Regions from separate parts of the Mus musculus genome. Here regions 1, 2 and 3 are each linked to region 4. Evidence: chromatin contacts called from public HiChIP or PLAC-seq and promoter capture Hi-C data. All regions are on one chromosome and are shown on one strand. Each heading gives the region's core, a stretch centred on a gene start, on an enhancer-like site or on the middle of the called end of the contact. The rest is flanking DNA. Distances are from core to core; before and after follow the strand shown. Region 1 holds the start of 2900076A07Rik (RIKEN cDNA 2900076A07 gene). Region 2 holds the start of Cpeb1 (cytoplasmic polyadenylation element binding protein 1). Region 3 overlaps Prc1 (protein regulator of cytokinesis 1). Region 4 holds the start of Wdr73 (WD repeat domain 73).

Region 1 (2,939 bases), core at 23-2,522, 620 kb before region 4:
ATAGGTAAGGAAGATTCCCATGTTTGCCTTCTGTTGCTACACAGTACACCGGGAACGGCAGACACGGCAAACTCATCTCCATCGAGAGCAGCACTTCTCAACCTTCCCAATGCTGTGACTTTAATACCCTCATGTTGTGGTGACCCCAACATACAATTATTTTTGTTGCTACTTCATAACTGTAATTTTGCTACTGTTTTGAATTGTAATGTAATGTCTGTATTTCCAGTGGTCTTAGGTGACCCCTTAGGTGAAAGGGTCATTTGATCCCAAAGGGGTTGTGACCCACGGTTGTGACCCACTGATCTACAGGGTCAAACATGTTGATGGCTGACGAATGACTTTCCTTTGGTGGACTCACACCTTATCTAAGCTTTATATATATGTATGTTCGTGTCTTTGTGAGTGAATGACATATGTGTGTGGTGCTCAAGGAGGCCAGAATAGTGTGTTGGACTCCTTGGGTCCTGAGGTACAAGTGATTTGATATAGGTGCTGGGAACCAAACTCAGAGCCTCTGGAAGTGCCACAAATGCTCTTAACTACTAAGCCATCAGGCTAGTATCTAAGTGCACCTCACTACTGTCTTCACTCCTTCAATTTTCCAACCTCCTACCCATCCACGCACACCATCAGAAAGCAATATAAAAACTCCTTTGTACAAGAATTCTATGGGATTTTAGAATCTGTCCTCAACAAACCATGCAACTTTCCACCGCCTCCTTGCTGCCCTTTTCTAACATTAAATGCCTTTGCTGACACATTCAAGAAACTTAAAAATCACCCACTGCGTGTGCATGTGCTCACGGGCGCTAAAATTACTGCAACAGGTGATTCCTCCCTCAGGCAAGAGTCATCGATTCGGAATGCCTGGATTTACAGAGCCAATATTCAACAGCTCTGTGCATGTGAATATGTGTTTGTATGTGTGCATGTATGTACGTACGTATGTGTGTGTGCTTAATTTAACTTCAGTCTGTGTGACCGCGTATTTCTCCTTCCATATCTACCCACCATTCCGTGGGCTAGCAACCCTCTTTGAAAAAGATGGAGAAAAAACAAACACAGAGAAGGAAGATCGATAGCCGGGCAGCTTACCCATCTCTTCTCCCATTCCTGGGACGCCTGCCACGTCAGCCACTTACCTGGACACCATAGTCACCCGCCGCACAAGGTGGCCAAATACTGGGTCAACTTGGCGAGACAAAAGCCGCTAGCATCAGGTGTCAGGCTCTCGGTCATAATTTCTCCCTCCTTCCGGTGGAAAATGAGTCCACTTCCGGCTTCTTAGCCGTAGGGAGGAAGTTCCACGTCAGGCACCGCGCGGCGCGGCTGGGCTTGGCTCTTCCCAGTGCGCATGCTCAGAGCGAGTCCTCTGCTGCTTAGCGTCTAGCTGCGTGGCGTCTGGATCGTGGGAGACTCGGGGGCCGGCTTGTAGCTCCTGGGTGGGTGTGGAGAGCTGCCGCATTGTTTTGAGTATGCTATTCTCTGCTCCCCTGGCAGGCGGCATCCTGGGGACTGAAGTACGCCGTCCCGCCCCTGCGACACTCCTCTGCGTTCTTGTGCTACCCAGCCCTGGCTGTTAAGCTTCTCAGTGTTCTTCATTCTTGCCACCCTGCTTATAGAGAGCAAAGCGTGCACTGCACCTCAGTAACCTTTACTCAGTCGCTCTCTTGACTCCCCCTGGTTGCAAGCCCATGCATATTCATCCAGGAAAGGACCAAGAGCTTCCTAGCCTTGATCATGGGTCTAGGAAGATAAGTAAAATCACTTTTGGATAAATTTCCTGAGGATAGACCTCAAATGTTGAGAGACTAAAACAAAAGACATTTGACATTTGCGCCTTGGTAGAGGTAGGCTTCCTCTGTCATTTTGAATATGATATCTTTGCCTTACTTAGTTTCTGGTGATCGCTAAAAATCCTGTGTGTGCTTTGACTTGAGGCAGCATGGCCCTACTCTGTTGTCAAACTTTGTTCTCCTTATTTCTGCTTATTGCTGTGTTTTACAAGGACATCCATCCTGTTGGATTAAAAAGCCCAGCTTATTCCAGTTCACATTGTGAGGCTGCAGAAAAGACTTAAGATTTCAGGGGCGGCAATTACTGAGCACCCTAGTAAGCTGCCAGAGTTCTCCAGGAATGTGCAAACCAAATGCTAAAGTAAACTAAAAGTAAGCAGGTTTAGAACAATGAGTTCAGAGTTCATTTGGATGCTGCGAGTTTGAGGTCAGAATTTGAAGCAAAAAGAACAAAATAAGAAACATAGGTGTAATGAAAGGACCTTACATGCAGTCCAAACATACAAGGCTTTTGGATTTAATATACAAAATCAGGAGCAAAAATGTTACCTTGTTTATCAGCTTGAGCCAAATCTACTTCATTTCTCTTACTCATTTAAGATGTAACTTTTCTGGGCATGGTAGCACACTACTTTAATACCAGCCTTCAGGGTTCAACACCAGACTGGTCTACGTGGAGAGTTCCAAGCCAGCCAGAGCTATACAGTGAGAAGCAGAAAGGAGAAGGAGGAGGAAGGAAGGAAGGACGGACAGAGAGCCAGGGCTACAGAGTGAGACCATTACACTCACTTTCTAGGCTTGGCCTGTGCTTTTCTCACCCTGGCATAGGTACACACGGGCATAGGCACACACTGGGCATAGGCACACACTGGGCACAGGCACACACTGGCTCCTTTGCCTGGTACAGGGCATCAAGTTGCACATACTTTACTTGCCTGATTTGCTGTCATGGATGCTGTATTTTATTTATTTATTTATTTATTTATTTATTTATTTATTTATTGTATATGAGTATGAGTACATGGTAGCTGTCTTCAGACACACCAGAAGAGGGCATCAGAGCCCATTACAGAGCAGTCAGTGCTCTTAACCACTGAGCCATCTCTCCACCCCAACGAACACTGTATTTTAACATAAGAA
Region 2 (2,700 bases), core at 62-2,561, 550 kb before region 4:
CTTTCTGCTTAGGACTTCAGTAACCCTTGGGAACGACCACAGAATGGAGACTAGCCAGCTGTCATTCAGCTCCCTCTGCACTTTAACTCCAGCATCTGTCCTCTTCCCCACCTTCTCCAAACACACTAGGCTAGGACCGTAGGCTTCCTTTCTTAATACCCTGGGCAGAAGCTTATACGTTCCTGCCTCACAAACCTGCCAGCAAGTTGGTAACAGCTTCTTCACCTGTCAGGAGGAACCTTGAGTATAATACGCGCTGAATAAAAAGTATAACATATAAAACACTTAGAAATGTTCAATAAGCTCTGTTCTCTTTCTTAACCAACCTAGTGGCTTATTTCCCACCTCCAACTCTCCAGCAACACCTTAAAAGAGACCTGGCAACTTCCAAGCTTGTTCACCTTTCCTCTAGTTTCCAGCTAGCTGCAGAATAAAAGCCCTTCAGAAACTGGGCTCGGGCTTCCCTCCTGTGGCACCAACACGCATTAGCTGGTCTTAGTCAGATTGAGCCTCTCAGTGCATTCCTCCCTCTCCGCCTTCCCTGGTCTGCAGCCCGGAATGCCATCTCCGCCTCTGCGCTCGCTTGGGCTTCCGGTCTGGTCCAGCCCTAGCTGGCCCATGACGCCTCTCGGAACAACAGCTTCGCTCACCCTGATCTCTTGCCCCGAATTTTGTCAGTAAAGCGTCCTGTCATTCTGGAGGGAGCGTCGGGAGCGGTTTCCCTGGGGAACTGCAATCCGAAGAGGATCACTGCTGTTTTCGGAACTTTCCCGAATCCCCTGACGCCTGCGCTCCGGGTTCCAGCTCGCTCCAGATGCAGTGGCAGTCGGTCTGAAGTGAGGGCGTGTCTGCTGCAGGTGGGGATGGGTGGAGGGGCTGGGTTCGGTGCCACCGGGGCTTCCACCCGAGAGGTCACTAGCAAAGGAGAGGCGTGGTTATACGTTTTTTTGGGGGGGGGGCGCACGTCACCGGCGCAGCGGGGCATCCCAGGGTCTTGTAAATCTGTAGGGAAACTGAGGCCCGCGGGAGAGTGAAATGGTCAGGGTCACCGGGCGAGGGACTTGCTCAGGCCTGAGCCCCCTCGGGCTCCGGGGAGGCAGTGGTGGTCTGTCTTGGCTCGAGCCTCAGAACTAACCCCCACCCCCCGTTCGGACCCCCAGGCCCAGGGTGGGCGGCGGAGCGCGGGTCTGGACGGCAGGAAGGAGCGCAGGGGGCGGGGGCGGGGACGAGGCCGGGCGGGGCCGACACAGGTGCTCCTCGTCAGGCCAGCGCCGCGGAGCTTTATAAGCCGCCGGGGTGCGGAGTCGTGCGCTGCTCGCTGCAAAAATAGTGCCCACGTGTGTGCGCGTCCCGCGCCGCACAGACCCGCCGGCCCGCGCGCCCGCCCGCCCGCCAGTCCCTTAGGGCCACGCCGGACCCCATGGCTTTCTCTCTGGTAAGAGCCGCCGGGGCGGGGCGGGGCCGGGCCGGGCGGGGCTGCTGTCCCCGCCGGCCGCCTCGGCTAACGGTCCGCGCGCAGTCTCGCCACTTCACAGGGCCCCCTCACCGCCGCCCGGGTTAGCGTCCCGGGCGGGGCGCCGGTCACATGCCCGCGGTCGTGGGCCTCGTGGAGCGGTGTGGGGCGCGCGGGGAGGGGCAGGGAGCTTCCTCGTGACTCAGGCCTTTGGGCTTAAAGGCGCCGCGGCCCTTCGGGGGCGACCGCCGGGGCCTCGGAGCTGCACTTGCACAACTCTCGGTGGCCTCGAACATACGTCCAGACAGGAGCCGGCCGCGCGGACGGGCGCCCGGACGCCAACACTTCCTTTTTCCGCAGCCGTCGCACGGGAGAGCTCGAGCGGCCGGCCGGCTGGCCGGCGGTGCCCGCGGCTCCCGTCTCTCTCTTTCCTTCTCTCTCTCTCCCCGAGAGTCGCCTTGGCGTCCCGCAGGAGGCAGGGGCTGGCGGCTCGCTGCGGGCGGCGCAGCAGCGAGCCGCGGAGACCCCCTCAGGCTGGGGCGGCGCAGGGGGAGACGCGCCACGACGGCGCTGACATGGCTCCTTTAAAGCCGAGGTCTCGGGCCCCTCGTGCGGGCCGCGCTCTTTCCAAGCCCGGGGAAGTCACGTGGCTTCACACGTTCGATTGCTCCCGGAGCCCTAGCCCCGAGGGTGGACCGGGCCAGGTGAGGTCGCACGTGCGTGTGACCGGGCTTCGAGGGCTGTCCCCGGGAGCCTCGCGGGGCTGGGGGGCGCGGGCCCGGAGGGGAGGAGGAGTTGAGCAGCCCGCGAGGGGGCGCAGGCGGGAAGCCAGCTAGTCCTCGGCGGCGTCCGCTTGCCTCACTCGGGCGGCCTGGCGGGACGCACTCATGTGGCCTCGAGGGTGTCGCTCAGCGTTTCTCAGCCAGCAAGGCCAGGTGTCCAAATTCGGGGGTGTCGGGTTGCAGATGGGCTCGCGTGGCCTCCAGCCCTGACCTCTGGTTTGGGGGAGCGGAGGCTGGACGCTGGGCGGGTAGGGCTGACAAGGCTGCTTCACTGGGGGCCTAGACGCAACGGGGTGTGTGTGGGGGGAGGCCCATGCCTAGGCAGGGGGACCCATGTCAGCAAAGAGCGTCCTCGGTGGGCAGCGCAGGCCACCCGTGTGGGTTGCTGTGCGGTTCCAGCCTCTCACGGTCACGAGCCTCATTTCCAGGGGGCTCTGCAAGGCCACGGTTCCTGCAAAGTGGCCC
Region 3 (2,700 bases), core at 157-2,656, 600 kb after region 4:
GATATGCTTTTGAGCAGCCTTTCCCTCAGGCTCTCCTCTTCAGCAATCATTCTATCCAGAAGATCCTACAAGTGAGAAAACACTTGGTAAAGCTTTGGAGCCAATGGAAATAAAACAAAACAAAACAACAACAAAAACAAAAACATATCAAAAAACCTGCAAAACTAACTAGCCTTAATATCAACACCCTCATAATTTCAAATTTTACAGAAAGGGCTTTAAATAAAATCAGGAAGAGCTGTGATATCTTAGTATAAATGACTAGCTATTATTTCCTCTTAGCATTTAGTTGTTATTGTGTGTGCTCATGATGTGGGTTGAGGACTATAAAGGCCACACAAAGAGTGTGCATCAATCCCCTTAGATCATACAGGGTCCTGGCAGTTGTAAAGGCCACACAAAGAGTGTGTATCAATCCCCTTAGATCATACAGGGTCCTGGCAGTTGTAAAGGCCACACAAAGAGTGTGTATCAATCCCCTTAGATCATACAGGGTCCTGGCAGTTGAGCTTAGGTCTTTAGCCTTACACCATGGAGTTGCAGCAGCGCCATTACCTACTAAGCCACCCCCTCCCAGACCCCCAAATACCACCAAATGTCAGTCTGCCTTTTATCTCAAATAGCATCCCTACTGTCCTCACTGCAGAGACCAGCAGGAACCGACTCACCTTTATATGCTTCTTTACAACCTCGGTTCTTTGTAGCCTCTGCTCCTCTGGAATCCCAATTAGTTCCCATATTTCCCGGAGGTGAGTTAGAGCTTTCTGCAGGCATGTGATAGACTCATCTGCTAGCACCTCACTGAAAATCAATAGAAAGCCATTTAACTTGTAAGAGCCAGCATCACTGCCTCATCACTGCCTGTTTTCAGGAACTAACCTGAGTCATTTCCCAGTGGCCTTGAGAGGAGGCATACTAGTTTAATCAATGCTTAGCCATTCTCTGCCTCCTAAATGCCACACTAGCACAGTTATTCCATTCACCTAACACCAATGACTTTGATCAACGACTCTAAGACTGAATTACAAATGCTGCTACAAAAGGAAAACCAGACAAAATATCAGTAAAATAAGCTAACATAAGAGCTTGCTGGTAAGGAGCTCCTGAAGACGACTGGCAGAGAGCTGGGCATGGTGGCTTGTGCCCTTAAAGCCTACACTTGAGAGGCTGAGCCTTAAGTCTAAGAACCTTTGGCCTCAGCCTGCAGAGTGCTGGGATTACAGATGCACCCCACAAGCCCAGCAGTGGTGGTGCCACACACCTTTAACCCAGTGCTCAGGAGGCAGAGGCGGGTGGATCTCTGTGAGGTCGAGGGCAGCCTGGTGTCAGCCCTGGAGGACAGCCAGGGCTACACAGAGAAACCCTGTCGTGAGCAACCAAAAATGAAACCAAGACAGACTGTTGCTAGAAAGAAGCAGCACTTAGTCATAGCATGGGAAATGGAGATGGCTTGTATGTCAACAGAATGGATCAGTACATTACAACAATGCAAAGGAACAAATTACATACAACATTGCTAAAGCTCAAAACATGCTAGACTGGCAAATGGCTCAACGTGTGAAGACTAACAACCTGGGTTGGATCCCTATCCATGAGACAAGGATGACCTTGAACCTTGGCCCCTTGGTTCTCCTTCCACCTGTGCCACCAACCTCAGCAGTATTTTATCTTTGAAAAGTTTTAATATCTATGCCAGGCAATAATGGCACATGCCTTACATCCCTGCATTAGGGGTGCAGAGGCAATCGGATCTCTGAATTTGAGGCCAATCTAGTCTACAGAACAAGTTCCAGGATAGCCAGGGCTACACAGAGAAGCCCCGTCTCAAAAAACAAACAAAAAAATTAATCCCCTTTATATAACATTTAAGAACAGAATGTTTCCTCCTTTTTCTTCGATACACCAAGGAAGGAAACAGACTATTTTGCTGCTAGAGAACTGGAGCTTGGAATAGATAGTCTATGCCACCTTTAACACGGGCCTTGGAATAACCCATTTAACCTGCTGCAGTAGTCCCACAAAAAGTGGGGCTGGAGGCATTTTGGTTACTGGTGTGTTTCAGAGAATTCAGTGATTTTAAGAAACAACAGTCTAGGGCTGGCGAGATGGCTCAGTGGTTAGGAGCACTGACTGCTCTGTTCAAATGTCCCCAATTCAAATCCCAGCAACCACATGGTGACTCACAACCACCCATAATGAGATCTGACTCACTTTTCTGGTGTGTCTGAGGACAGCAACAGTGTACTTATTTAAAATAAATAAATAAATCTTTCAACCGGAGCCAACAGGGATTGAGTGAGCGGGGTCCTAAAAACTCAATTGCCAACAACCACATGAAGGCTCACAACCATTTGTACAGCTACAGTGTACTCACATACATAAAATAAATAATAATAAAGTAAATCTATTTTAAAAAAAACAACAGTCTAGACCTCTGTTAGCTCCTCAAAAGCTCTTCCATGGCCACAAATAAACCTTAGTATAGTCACAGGCAAACAGTTCTCTCTAGTCATAAAACCCCAGTTGGTTGCCTGTGCTAGGAAAGTTTTTGCACAACAGTTGCCTATACAAGGTAGATAAGTATTAGCACCCAGCTATAATCGAGTGCTTAAAAACTTTTACTGGGCCAGGCGTAATGGCGCATGCCTTTAATCCCAGCATTCAGGAGGCAGAGACAGGTGGATTTCTGAGTTTGAGGCC
Region 4 (2,966 bases), core at 253-2,752:
CAGCAGAGCATGGGGGGTAGGGCATGTTGCTGACACTTCTCCAATGCCTTGGGCTTGGTTTCTGTGATGTCCTTTAGTTGTCATGACTACCCTGTGAAGTTGGGGCTATATTCTGGGAAAACCAATCCCCCTGACTCCTCAGGTCTTCCAGGGAGAAAGGTTCTCACTGAGAGGCTCAGCTGAGAGCCTGCAGCTGCCCTCCTGGGTACACTCAGCATTTCCCTGATTTGTGGACTCCAGAGTCAAGTCTTCCCTTCTTGCCTTCAGTACAGGAGGCTGCTGGAGCCACTACTGCAGAAGTGATGCCAATAATGGAACAAACCGGATGCTGGGCTTAGAATGTGTCCATCCAGGGAAGCTGACAATGGAACCCTAGCAGTGGCCTCCTCTGGATGTAAATCCTAAGCTCAAATGTGTTAATCTGTTACTGTGATTTCTGGTTGGGTCACCAGGAATGTTAATGATGCAGACACAAAGTCTTTCCTGCTGTATTTCTTGCTTCCCTGGTGAAGTGGTGAATAAAAATACTGCTCTTTACACAGAATGTCTGGGCCTCTCCTTCCACCCACATTTGAGGAAAGAGGGAAGGGTTCTGGAGGGTGGCATGTTCAGAGAGCTAGGGTGGTCTTAGAAAAGCCCCATCACCCCCCACCATGGCACCAGCCAGCCAGCTCTCAGCAGTCAGGTGTTGTGTTGGCTGCACTGATCCAGCCACGAGTGAGTTCTGCTACCAAAAGCTTCTTCCCCTGCAGTGGGGGGCTACCTACACTATGCTGCACTCGCCCCACCTTTGATCCCCATGGCAAACTTTAGTGCACTACCTGGTGCATACGGGAGAGAGCCACACTAGAATCCAGCCCTGCTGTGTTCTTTTTCTTCTCCGAATGTAGGGTCCTCCATACATGTTGCCAAAGTTATCGAATAAAAATTAAGTTGGAATGTCAGATACTTTGTTGATCGTGTCCTGTGTAACAGTAGACTGGCCTCGAACTCTCTATGCAGCAGATGATGACCTAAAACTTCTGATCAGTCATGCGCCACCGCGCTGGGTTTTTTGTCTATTTTTACGGGGTACTGAAAAGCTAACTCCGTGCATGCCGGGCAAGCACTCTAGCAGCTGAGCTACATCCCCAGTTAAACAAGATTCCTTTCATTTTAAAAAATAAAAAAGTCCTTAAGTATCCTTTACGGACAATACACGCAAACTTAAATTAACTGTTCACTTGAAGTGCCAATTAAGTCTGTATTGTACCTGCTTTGGGACACTGACAGCTCTTTGGCTGCACATTCTTGATCCTAAATATACATTAGGGGTATATTTGATGTCTCCGATCCTGCTTGTAGCTGACATCGATGGATCTGGTTTTTTTGCGTCGTTTTCACCCGGACTCTGCACACAGAACAGAAGAAACATCAACAGGGCTTCGCGCAGCGCTGAGCGCTTCCGCCCCAGCCAGCGGAAGACCACGCCCTCTCCTCGCGAGAGCGCGCGCCTGCCCAGGAAGTCTGGCTGGCGGAAGTGGAGCGACGGAAGCCACAGTTGCTATGGAGCTCGCTGAGGACTGGCTCGTGGAGTCTTTGCGATTGTAAATTGGCCCGTGGGCGGGTCTGATGGGCAATGGGAGAGGGCGCGTGCGGTTGTGGGCTCGTGGGCAGTGCCCAGGCACGGACCGATGGAGGTCCTGACCCCCGGCCTCTAGCTCTGGGACTCTGGGTCCTTTGTAAGCAAGTAATGTGACCAGATCCGCGCATGTGAGGGCTGATAAGGCACACATGGCCGGTTACCCTGGGCCGGATTCTAGGTTAACTTGAACACAGGTTTCTCCTGATTGTTCACCTCAACTTGGGGAAATCAACTTTATGGGAGTTCCGCAGGTGAGGAACCAAGGCTTGGTTCCTTATGGCCAGCCCGGTCTCATACACCAGGGAGGAAAATGCAGAAGAAAAGATTCAGCCCCATGTTTACCTAACTCCAGAGCCTGGTTCCACCAGTCCTTCAGCGATCTCCCAGTTCTTGGTTAGCTGTGCGTCGCGTGATTTTTGTAACCCTATCCTGCAGGTACCAAGACTTCCATGCATTTGACCTCTCAGGAGCCACTCGAGTCCTTGAGTGGATTGGTGAAAAAGGTAATATATCTTGCCTGCTACTAAACGAGATGCGTTTCTGCCTCATGGGCTGAATTTTAAAGTCTGAGCCGCTAGGGAGACCCATTCAACTTCCATCCCCTGACACAAGGCTACTCAGAGAATGGGGAAGGTATTGGGAGAATTTATAAATCCAGCCACGATCCACGATATTTCTAACTCTTTGTCATAGTTACTGTTTTATTTCAGGAGTCTTTGTTGCTGGTTATGAAAGTTTGAAAAAAAATGAGATTCTTCATTTGATACTACCTCTCAGGCTCTCTGTACAGGAAAACCAGGTAACTTAAATAGAGAAGCTGATTATCTGTGTCAATTTATTATGCATTTCTGGAGTGCCTGTTACTCTGCCTGACAAGTACCTGGGGCTGCCACAGAAGGAGGGGGGGGGGGCGGGCGGCGGCGTGTGCAAACCTTTAATCCAGGCACTTGGGAGGCAGAGGCAGGTGAATCTCTGTGAGTTTGGGGCCAGCTTGGTCTACAGAACGAGTTCCAGGACATCCAAGGTTACACAGAGAAACCCTGTCTCAAAAAAAAAGAAAAACAAAACCAAAGTCTAGAACAAGGCCCCTGTGCATGGGGATGAATGCCAAGGACAAGCAGGTGGTCGCAGGAGAGCTGCTACAGGCAAAGAGCAGTCTTACTTTATCAGAAATAGACGTGGGCTGGAGAGATGGTTCGGGGGCTCAGAGCACTCTGCGCTTCCAGAGGATCTGCGTTTGACTCCTGGCACCCACATTGCAGTTCACAACTTGCTGTAACTCCTTTCCAGGGCATCCAGCATTTGCAGGCAGGCAAAACATCCGCATACATAAAATAAATTT

Evidence for each region. Promoter capture Hi-C pulls out the DNA fragments that hold promoters and counts their contacts. HiChIP or PLAC-seq counts read pairs in DNA pulled down with a chosen protein or histone mark.
Region 1: a promoter capture Hi-C map of liver shows a contact between it and region 4, with 4 times the contacts expected there. The contact joins the promoter of 2900076A07Rik here to the promoter of Wdr73 in region 4. A contact is called at or near these places in 15 of 39 promoter capture datasets (the 3T3-L1 cell line, 3T3-L1-derived adipocytes, the C10 cell line and 10 more), 1 of 115 datasets of contacts at active chromatin or transcription factors (bone marrow-derived macrophages) and 2 of 9 other capture datasets (liver and pancreatic islet).
Region 2: a contact with region 4 is called in a promoter capture Hi-C map of liver, with 2.0 times the contacts expected there. The contact joins the promoter of Cpeb1 here to the promoter of Wdr73 in region 4. A contact is called at or near these places in 2 of 39 promoter capture datasets (both in liver) and 1 of 115 datasets of contacts at active chromatin or transcription factors (astrocytes).
Region 3: an H3K4me3 HiChIP or PLAC-seq map of bone marrow-derived macrophages shows a contact between it and region 4, with 5 times the contacts expected there. The contact joins the enhancer-like site here to the promoter of Wdr73 in region 4. A contact is called at or near these places in 5 of 39 promoter capture datasets (liver, maxillary cranial neural crest, neutrophils and 1 more) and 2 of 115 datasets of contacts at active chromatin or transcription factors (bone marrow-derived macrophages and effector CD8 T cells).

Annotation. Positions count from the first base shown.
Region 1 is chr7:81,521,883-81,524,821 of GRCm38.p6, reverse strand. It overlaps 2900076A07Rik (RIKEN cDNA 2900076A07 gene), which reads right to left and starts at 1,272. Exons shown (of 4, transcript NR_160675.1): 1 at 1,146-1,272.
Region 2 is chr7:81,453,369-81,456,068 of GRCm38.p6, reverse strand. Cpeb1 (cytoplasmic polyadenylation element binding protein 1) reads left to right here and starts at 1,311. Exons shown (of 12, transcript NM_007755.5): 1 at 1,311-1,435. The coding sequence starts at 1,421.
Region 3 is chr7:80,298,402-80,301,101 of GRCm38.p6, reverse strand. It overlaps Prc1 (protein regulator of cytokinesis 1), which reads right to left. Exons shown (of 15, transcript NM_001374624.1): 2 at 669-801; 3 at 1-65. It also overlaps a transcript of Rccd1 not described here. Among named protein-coding and RNA genes, the nearest start is that of Prc1, 5.3 kb to the right of the region's middle. Within about 2 kb of position 1,406, at least 30 of the 459 cell types and tissues checked have an H3K27ac peak or open chromatin away from gene starts, as enhancers often do. A contact at or near this core is called in bone marrow-derived macrophages, where this site is marked.
Region 4 is chr7:80,899,805-80,902,770 of GRCm38.p6, reverse strand. It overlaps Wdr73 (WD repeat domain 73), which reads left to right and starts at 1,502. Exons shown (of 8, transcript NM_028026.2): 1 at 1,502-1,586; 2 at 2,060-2,127; 3 at 2,335-2,423. The coding sequence starts at 1,546. Nmb (neuromedin B) reads left to right here. Exons shown (of 3, transcript NM_026523.4): 3 at 268-544. The coding sequence ends at 303.